Linked DNA regions of Mus musculus: all the other regions are linked to region 3. The links are chromatin contacts, called in public Micro-C and promoter capture Hi-C maps. All regions are on one chromosome and are shown on one strand. Each heading gives the region's core, a stretch centred on a gene start, on an enhancer-like site or on the middle of the called end of the contact. The rest is flanking DNA. Distances are from core to core; before and after follow the strand shown. Region 1 holds the start of Nme4 (NME/NM23 nucleoside diphosphate kinase 4). Region 2 holds the start of A930017K11Rik (RIKEN cDNA A930017K11 gene). Region 3 holds the start of Nkx2-5 (NK2 homeobox 5).

Evidence for each region. Hi-C and Micro-C count contacts between places; a contact is called where the count stands out from the background. Capture Hi-C pulls out chosen DNA fragments and counts their contacts.
Region 1: a contact with region 3 is called in a promoter capture Hi-C map of liver, with 2.5 times the contacts expected there. The contact joins the promoter of Nme4 here to the promoter of Nkx2-5 in region 3. A contact is called at or near these places in 4 of 39 promoter capture datasets (cranial neural crest, liver, pre-B cells and 1 more) and 2 of 9 other capture datasets (adipose tissue and liver).
Region 2: a Micro-C map of embryonic stem cells shows a contact between it and region 3, with 2.3 times the contacts expected there. The contact joins the promoter of A930017K11Rik here to the promoter of Nkx2-5 in region 3. A contact is called at or near these places in 1 of 484 Hi-C or Micro-C datasets (embryonic stem cells) and 1 of 115 datasets of contacts at active chromatin or transcription factors (embryonic stem cells).

The regions. Positions count from the first base shown.
Region 1 is chr17:26,094,185-26,096,884 of GRCm38.p6, reverse strand. Nme4 (NME/NM23 nucleoside diphosphate kinase 4) reads left to right here and starts at 1,415. Exons shown (of 5, transcript NM_019731.1): 1 at 1,415-1,520; 2 at 2,615-2,700. The coding sequence starts at 1,433.
Region 2 is chr17:25,951,309-25,954,008 of GRCm38.p6, reverse strand. A930017K11Rik (RIKEN cDNA A930017K11 gene) reads left to right here and starts at 1,444. Exons shown (of 3, transcript NM_001358019.1): 1 at 1,444-2,018. D630044L22Rik (RIKEN cDNA gene D630044L22 gene) reads right to left here and starts at 2,537. Exons shown (of 7, transcript NR_152187.1): 1 at 1,251-2,537.
Region 3 is chr17:26,840,168-26,843,120 of GRCm38.p6, reverse strand. Nkx2-5 (NK2 homeobox 5) reads left to right here and starts at 1,556. Exons shown (of 2, transcript NM_008700.2): 1 at 1,556-2,096. The coding sequence starts at 1,766.

The DNA of each region.
Region 1 (2,700 bases), core at 166-2,665, 750 kb after region 3:
GTGAGAAGTCGGGCGGTGGTGGCGCATGCCTTTACTCCCAGCACTCGGGAGGCTGAGGCAGGCAGATTTCTGAGTTTGAGGCCAGCCTGGTCTACAGAGTGAGTTCCAGGACAGCCAGGGCTACACAGAGAAACCCTGTCTCGAAAAAAACAACAATAAAAGTTCAAGGGGTAATATATATAATAAAATAAAGTACAACGGGTAAGAGCACTGACTGCTCTTCCAGAGGTCCTGAGTTCAATTCTCAGCAACCACATGGTGGTTCACAACCATTTGTAATGGGATCTGACACCCTCTTCTGGTGTGTCTGAAGACAGCTAGTGTACTCATATACATAAAATAAATAAATCTTAAAAAAAAAAAAGAGTTCCAAGCCAACCTCTGCTACATATGCAATGCAGTGACAGCAGCAAGGATTGATTATACCTTTGTCATAAAGTCAAAGCAATTCCCAGCTCCCAGCTGTGGTACACAGATGGGGTTGGAGAGATGACTGAGTGGTTAAGAGAGCAGTGCTTGGCCTCCCAAAAGATGTGAGTTCGGTTCCTAGCACCCATCCTGGGCAGCTCTCAACTGTTCAATGTAAATCATTTTTCTTTGGGGGTGAGTTGAGAAAGGGTTTCTCAGCAGTGGTGGCACACGCCTTTAATCCCAGCACTTGGGAGGCACAAGCAGGTGGATTTCTTAGTTCAAAGCCAGCCTGGTCTACAGAGTGAGTTCCAGGACAGCCAGGGCTACACAGAGAAAACCCTGTCTGGAAAAACAAAAACAAAAACAAAAACACAGGCGGGGGGTGGGGGGGGGGGGAGGGATTCTCAGAGAGCTTGACTCTACCTTCTTGAGGGCTAAATTCAAGGAGTATGCCACCACCACCCTGCTAGTAAATAAAAAATAACTTTTTTAATCTAGAGAGGTTTAAACAAAATAAAAAATTCCAATAAATAAATAAATTGATAGATAACTTGAAAATCAAGGATGTAATAACAGAACTGACAAATAGTCCAACTGTCAAACTTAGAGAGCCAGTTGGTATTTGCGGCGATGGCCACTCTGCCCCCAAAAGTAGATATAACAATATTTGACTGTACGTTATGAAAACAAGTATATAATCTAAAAACTGAATGAGCAACTGCAAAATTTATACATACGCGCATAGACACGCGCACACACACACATAATTTTTCATTTTTTTTCCCCCTGCAGTACTGGGGTTGGTCGAGCCCAAGGCTCTGAGCATGATAGTCAAGCGCTCCGTCACTGAGCTGCACCCTGATTTTAACAGAGATCAGTGTTTGAAGGCTATCAGCTCCAGAAGACAAGAATGTGATGTGGGGCCCCAGCGGGCCCCTTAGGGTGGAGGCGGGGCGGGGCAATGCGTGGCACCTCCCACTGCCCGCTCTGCGCGGCGTTCAGTGCGGCGCCAGCCCGCAACATGGGCAGCCTTTTCGGGCGCGTCGCGGCGCTGCGGGCGCTGTTGTGCGGGCCACGCTTTCAGTGCCTGCTGGTGCGCCCCAGTTCCGGTGAGTCCTGTGCCCGTGGGGAACTAGGCGGATGGCCGCTGCGCGGCCTTTGTTTGCGCACGTGCGGCAGCCAAAGGCTTGGTCTTGTCCCGGAGGAGTGCAAGTCCAACCCTCAGCAGCCCGGGACAGAGCTTTTAGCAGTAGAAAGCCAAAGCCGAGGCGGGGAGACTACCAGACGCTATGGGGTCACGTTCCCTCCGCGGAGCAGTTGTTGCCCGGGTATTGAAACTTGAGCCAGAGCAGGCCTAAGACACCCCGGTCATTTCCTGGGGTCTTGGCCCTTTCTATCCACTCATGGGGTGCTTTCTGAGAGCCAGATAAAGGGTATTCCTTTCATGAATCTTGGAAATTGAATAGCCTCACCAAGGCACAGACCAGCAGGCATCAGACTCTGGGGCTATCCTGGGTCTCTTGTCCCTTGGGGAACTTGCAAGTTAGGGAGACACCTCCCCCCTTTTATCAGCCTGTTGAGTTTAGTGGGCATTCATTGTGGCCTGGGGATTAGAGCCTGGTCGATCACCTCTTCTCTAACTTGGTGTTTCTCCTAACTTTGCTACCGTTTTGTGAGTCAGTCAGGGGCTAGGACCCTCTCAGAAGTAGCGTTTGTTTTTGGAGGAGACGCACGTGCCGTGGCAGCTATGTTTCTGCCCTGTAGTGTGGGTCATCCTCTGCTCAAGCCTGATCCTTGGTCCCCAGCACTTAGCCCGCCTAGACATCGTGCACTAATATTCCTTGATTTCAATGCCATTTCTCCACACCCAGAGGATAAGCTCCTTGTGGGCAAGCCTGGGCTTCACACACTGTGGTACCTGGAGTCATGTGAGGCTAGACTCAAGTTTTCTTTTCAGGGGAAAGGGAGACTTCATCACCAAGACTCTCTGGCCCCTAAGTTATCTGAGCCTTTTCAGGGAAACCATCTCCACCTTGAGCAGCTTCTGCGACTGCCAGGGCGGCTCCCCTTTGCATTTGTCTGTGTTTGTATTGTGGCAGGAACTTCCCAGTCCTTTGATGTCTGAGCTCTGTCAGGTATCTAGGTGGGAGGGCCCTGAAAATGTGGAGCATCCTCACCCCGACCTGTCTTTTTTTTTTAACAGGAGGCCCCCCCTGGCCCCAAGAGCGGACGCTGGTTGCTGTGAAGCCAGATGGGGTACAGAGGAGACTAGTGGGGACTGTGATACAA
Region 2 (2,700 bases), core at 195-2,694, 890 kb after region 3:
TGTACTCATATGCATAAAATTAATAAATTATTCTTTAAAAAAAAGAATAGAAAAATACCTTGAGGTTGTTTTGGGTTTTTGGTTTTGGCTTTGTTTGATTAGGTCTCTTCCTCTCCTCTCACTCAAATTTCTAAAAAGGCCTATAAAAGGTGGTACTGCGGGGCATGTGGGCCCTCCACTTCCCTCCCACTTTTCCCATTCTGGATATCTATCTGTCTCACTTCTCCGGGCCTCCATAGAGCTGGCCTAGGCAGTGATCATCCCTAGGGCTGTCAACCTCATAAGTGAGATGCCACATGGCAGACCTCTTGGTTTCTTCCACAGGCCACAGGCTCAGTCACCTGAGCTACACCGGGCTTTACTCCCTGGATGCCAGAGCCAGGCCTCCTCTGGACAGTGGTCACATCCTCCAGCCTGCCCCTATTGGCAGACAGCCTATTCCCTAATTCCCAAAAAGAGGATCGCTAGAGTACAGAGGTGTCCTTGAGAAAAGAAAAAGGGCCATGCCTAGTGTCCCTACTCTCCTTGTCTCACAGTGACCTGACTCTGCACTCATTTCTAGTTAGTGCCCATGAGGAGCTGGTCTTCTGGCCCTAGGACTACTGGCACAGTGGCCATTCAAGCTGTCTCCCGGCCCCAGGCCACCTGCATGGTCAGCTGATTAGCTGAGCCAGGCAGGCAGAAAGGAGCATGCTGTACAATTCATACGTAACACCACTTCCAGCTCTGGATGTCCCTCAGTTGGGAGTGGGCTGCCTTTGAGGAAGGTGGCATGGAGACAGAAGGAAACTAGACTGGAGAGGCCCTGCTCCTTAACCGGCAGTAACCTTTGAGCGTTGGCCAACAGCTGAGCCCTGGCCATTATGTCTGCCACACAGACATGGGACCAGAAGTACTGATGCTTGTTGCCCTGAACCCTATGACTGCCCTGTGTACCAACCCAGAATCCCTAGAGAGATTTCACTTCTTCCACAAATCTCAACTGGGGAAATCCTAGGAACCAGTAGTGAGCCTGGACGAGCCTTAGGGTCCCAAGAGTCTTTGGACCTCAGCCTCCACAGGGCAAGCCTGGGGCAACAATCACCCTTCTATGCTTGAAAAACCATGCAGCACACCTCTGGGCTAAGTTATCCTCCCCAGTCACAGGCTGACTCCAGAGAGACGGACAGAGACAGACAGACACACAGAGACAGAGAGAGCAGGAGGGAGGGAGGGAGGGAGCCATGCCCACATGCACCCCTGGAACTCACCAATTACAATTACGCAAATTTCCCTGGGATCTGGCTAGAAGTGTGAGCCCAGATTTTAAGTTTTGACAACCCAGGAGCAGTTCTGGCCATGAAGACATTACAGGGAAGGGAGTTCCAGCATTCACTGTGTGCTCGGCATTCCAAACCCTCCTGGGTCCTTTGTCACCCCATAGCCCTTCCAGGAGAAGCCACCAGTGGGGATGAGGCCCTTCCGATAGTGGGCACTGGCACTGGATCTCCTAAAGCAGGGAGGAACCTCTTAGGACGTGAAGAGTGGGGGCTGGGAATGGCAGGATGTATCCAGGGGTAGGGGTGTCAGTGCATAGTGACCATCAGCGGGTAGAGCAAGGGGTGTGGGAGACGCCTCCTGTTTGGAGTAAAAGAACTACATAGGCTCCCTGGCTTGCCCAGTGGAAGCTGGCAAGGAGATATAGACTCCACCGCCTGAGCTCCGGGCTTTGGCCTCTCCTAGTCCGCTCTGGAGGCTCCCTGTCCTAGGGTTCAGCCCCAAGGCCCTGATTTGGGTGGGCAGGCGGCTGTCAGGGGCCAGAGCCCTGACTGATGCGTGCTGACGCCCCCTCTTGCCGCTGCGGGGACCCGGGAGACTTGGCTGCCTCTACGCACCCCCGCGGCAGCCTGCAGGCGTCGGGGGCGGGGACGGTGCCAGGCGCCCCTCACTCGGCCCCGCACCTGCGCGCCACTCCAATCTCTTGCGGCACTGTGGCGGGTCCGGCCTCGCTCCCTCCAGGAGCAGTCCCAGCGCGTCCGGTGAGTGCGCAGGGCAGTGTGCTAAGAGGTGGGAGTCGTCTGCGGCTGAGAGTGTCCCGCCTCCCGCGCCCAGCCCGGTCGGAGGTCGCTGCGTTTGGAAGCTCGCGCCGTGGCGCACGCGCTTCTCTGCCAACTTTGGTGGGCGCCTGCGAGTCGGCGTCGGGGAACGCGGGAGGAGGCGGCGGCGCCGTGGAGTTGCCGCCGCTTCTAGCTCTGGACCTCGGTTACCCCGCGGTGTTCGCAAGTAGGAAGTTTGACCCTTTGCCTGGCGCACATTTAGCAGACGCCGCAGGCTCGGTTCGGCGGACGCGGTAAGGTGAGCGGGCGGCACTTCCCGCGAAGTTGGGGCTCCGGCTCTGGACGGATGCATAGAAAGGGCTGCTTGTGATCCCAGCACCGTGAGGGCTCGTCAGGGCGGCGCCCGCAGCGGGGAGGCAAAAGAAAGGTGTTGGGGTCCCAGCTATCCTCTTCAGCTCCCGCGCTCATCCCTGTAGGACACTGAGTCTCAAGAGGGTCAACGGATAGGTGGGCTGGCCCTTCCAGCTATTAGTTTTCCAGACCAGGCACGCAGCCAGGGAACCCATGCCAGGTCATTAGTTGGGGTTGGGGCTGGGGCCGGGCAGGATGAGTGTGCCTTTGTGTATGTGGGGGCTAGTGTAGGGATGTGCCCTGTGTTGGACCA
Region 3 (2,953 bases), core at 307-2,806:
CTATGGCTCCCAAGTCTGGTGCTGACCACTGGAGCCTGGAATTGGGCTTCACAGTCTGCCTGGAGCTGGGTCTCCTTCTCCCTTAGTTGAAGACAACCCAAGGCCTTGGGAGTTTGGGTTTGAGGAAAAGCAGGAAGGAACACAAATCAGGCCTTTGCTGGCTTCACTATGGCCCAGATGGTTGCCAGCGCCCAATGGCCCACACTGCCCTGCCAGGAGGGACAGTTCACACTCTGCACTCACAAAAGTTTTGATCTCTGGACTTTGGGTTCATGACTTAAGAGTGACTTGTTTAGCTAACCTTTGACCCTACACTCACACTCCGTTTCTATTCCAAAAGCCTCTCCTCTGGTGGCCAACTCGTCCTTCATATCTGTGTGCCTTCTGACTCACAGATCTGTTCACTCTGGGAATCCTTATATCCGAAAACAGGTGATGGACCCTCACCACATGAATTTTCAAGGGCACATCCCCTTTGCAAATCGGTGTGGTGAGCCCAAGCTCTCCCAGAGGTTAGCCTTACCATATACCTTCGGTGGGGGAGGTTTTGCCTGGAATCGATGTGCCTTCTCTTTTTGAGATTACAGCAGGAAAAAGTCCCACTCTGTTGGGTCTGGGAGGGCCCAAGTGTTCCTTAGATCCAGACAGTTGTCTTAGTACAGAACCTGGGTTCCTTAAACCCTGACAGTTTTCAGACAGAAGCAGCACTGGACTGAAAATGTCCCTCCACCTGCCTGATCTGTCCTCTGCCCCGTGGAGTAGAAGCCCAGGAAGGCCCTGGAGGATCGGGCTAGAAAGGGTCTGGGACTTTTGTGGTGGCCTAGGAGGGTGAAAAATGAAGCAGCTTGGGCTTCAGGAGAATCCAGGCAGACAACCCAGAAGGCAGCTCTCCTCCAGGAAGAGTCAATTCCCCAACAATGCTTCCTTCTCTCTGGAGAGGTGCCTGGCCCCACCGCTTAGTCTGAAGCAGGTGGCCACTCCCACCCCACAATTAGCCACTTCACCTTTCCATTCAGCTCAGAACCCCTTGGGGCCCCTCTGGGTTCCTGGGTTGAATTTGGTCCTGTAGGTCAAATTAACTACCGCTCCCCAATCCAATTCTTAAACTCATGTGTTAAACTCAGTGTTCGTCCCAGAACAACTGTCTTCTCTGTGATTCTCTTTCTATGCAGGCTACTCTTAGGCAGACTTCAGTAAACAATATTGTAGTCATAGTCTTGATCCCTGAAAATAACCCCCCTCTTCTGGCTTTCAATCCATCCTCACCAGCCCATTTAGTGATACAGGACACAGTGCAAAGAATATTTATTCAAATCCTCGACCCACCCCCAACCCTGCGTTTAGACTCAGCATAACAGAATCAGGTATTTTCTTTGAGTGTGTCTGGCTGGGATTTTCAGGCTAACGAGGAGCAATCTCCTTGCAGGAGTGGGAGACTATCCCAAATGTGTCGCGGCCCCTTTAAAAAAAGCTGAGCAGGATTTTTTTTTCCCATCCCTATGTCTATATTAGGTGACGCAGAACTGCCCGTCGCTCCTGTCATCCAGGCCCCTGGCCCAATGGCAGGCTGAATCCCCCCTACTCCAGCCTGCTCCCGCCTCTTCTGCCCCTGGTGCTCCGCGCTACCTGCTGCCGCGCGCCACATCCAGGGCAGAGAGGCGGGTGCGCGGGCGGGCGGCGGGCACCATGCGGGGAGGCTGTCCCCAGGGGTGGGCAGCACCACTCTCTGCTACCCACCTGGCGCTGTGAAACCTGCGTCGCCACCATGTTCCCCAGCCCTGCGCTCACACCCACGCCTTTCTCAGTCAAAGACATCCTGAACCTGGAGCAGCAGCAGCGTAGCCTGGCGTCTGGGGACCTGTCTGCGCGCCTCGAGGCCACCCTGGCCCCTGCCTCCTGCATGCTGGCCGCCTTCAAGCCCGAGGCCTACTCTGGCCCCGAGGCGGCAGCGTCCGGCCTGGCAGAGCTGCGCGCGGAGATGGGCCCCGCGCCTTCGCCCCCCAAGTGCTCTCCTGCTTTCCCAGCCGCCCCCACATTTTACCCGGGAGCCTACGGTGACCCTGACCCAGCCAAAGACCCTCGGGCGGATAAAAAAGGTAAGGAGAACCTCAAGCTCTTCCCTTCTGGAATCGCTTTCATGTCCAAAACCCTGAGCCAAGAAACCCAGGCCTGACAGTAGCTCAGTCCGGGGTGAAGGCTGGGCGCGGGGAGTTTGGAGTATAAGATTCCAGGCTGTCCCGCAGTCAGTCCGAAGTTTAGAGGGAACGCCGAATTTAGAGGGTCAGGAAAAAAGAAGGGAGAGAGAGAGAGGGAGAGAGTGAGAGAGTGAGAGTGAGAGAGAGAGAGAGAGAGAGAGAGAAGATTAAAATGTTGTTTTCGGCCTACAAAACCCCAGTAGGTTAGGGCCTTGTTCTTGGATCTGTTACAAAGTTAAGCTATCTAACAATCCGCGTTAGAACAAATCTTCGTACTGGAGAGTTAAAATCTCTTCCAGATTTGGGGGTACTTTGAGACACTGAGAACTGCTAAACCGAAAGCTTAGCCCCGTGTATCCTGGGCCTTGTGTAGCCCACCCTGCCTTTCTGGGCCTTGCCTCCTTTGTGCCAAAAGAGAGGAGTCTGGGGACCGGGTTGTGATTTTGAGATGCGATGCTGCGGATCCCAGGAGCTGGGGTTGGCTTTGTTTTTCTAGTACAATCTCCAGGCAGGATCAGGCAGAAATTCCTTTCTGGGAACTGTTGGGAAATACGGAACGAATAAAGACACTGAGAAGTGAAGAGCAGGCTTCCGAAGGTGGCCGAATACCAAATATCTCAGAGTAGGGAGAGGGGCTCCTGGCCAGCTCACAGAAGGAGCAGGGAAGTCCCAGGCCCAGATCCTGTGCTGAGTAAAGCCAGAGAGGCCCAATGGTTTCTGCGAGTTAGAGGACGTTCCTAGGTTTTCCCTGGGAGCAG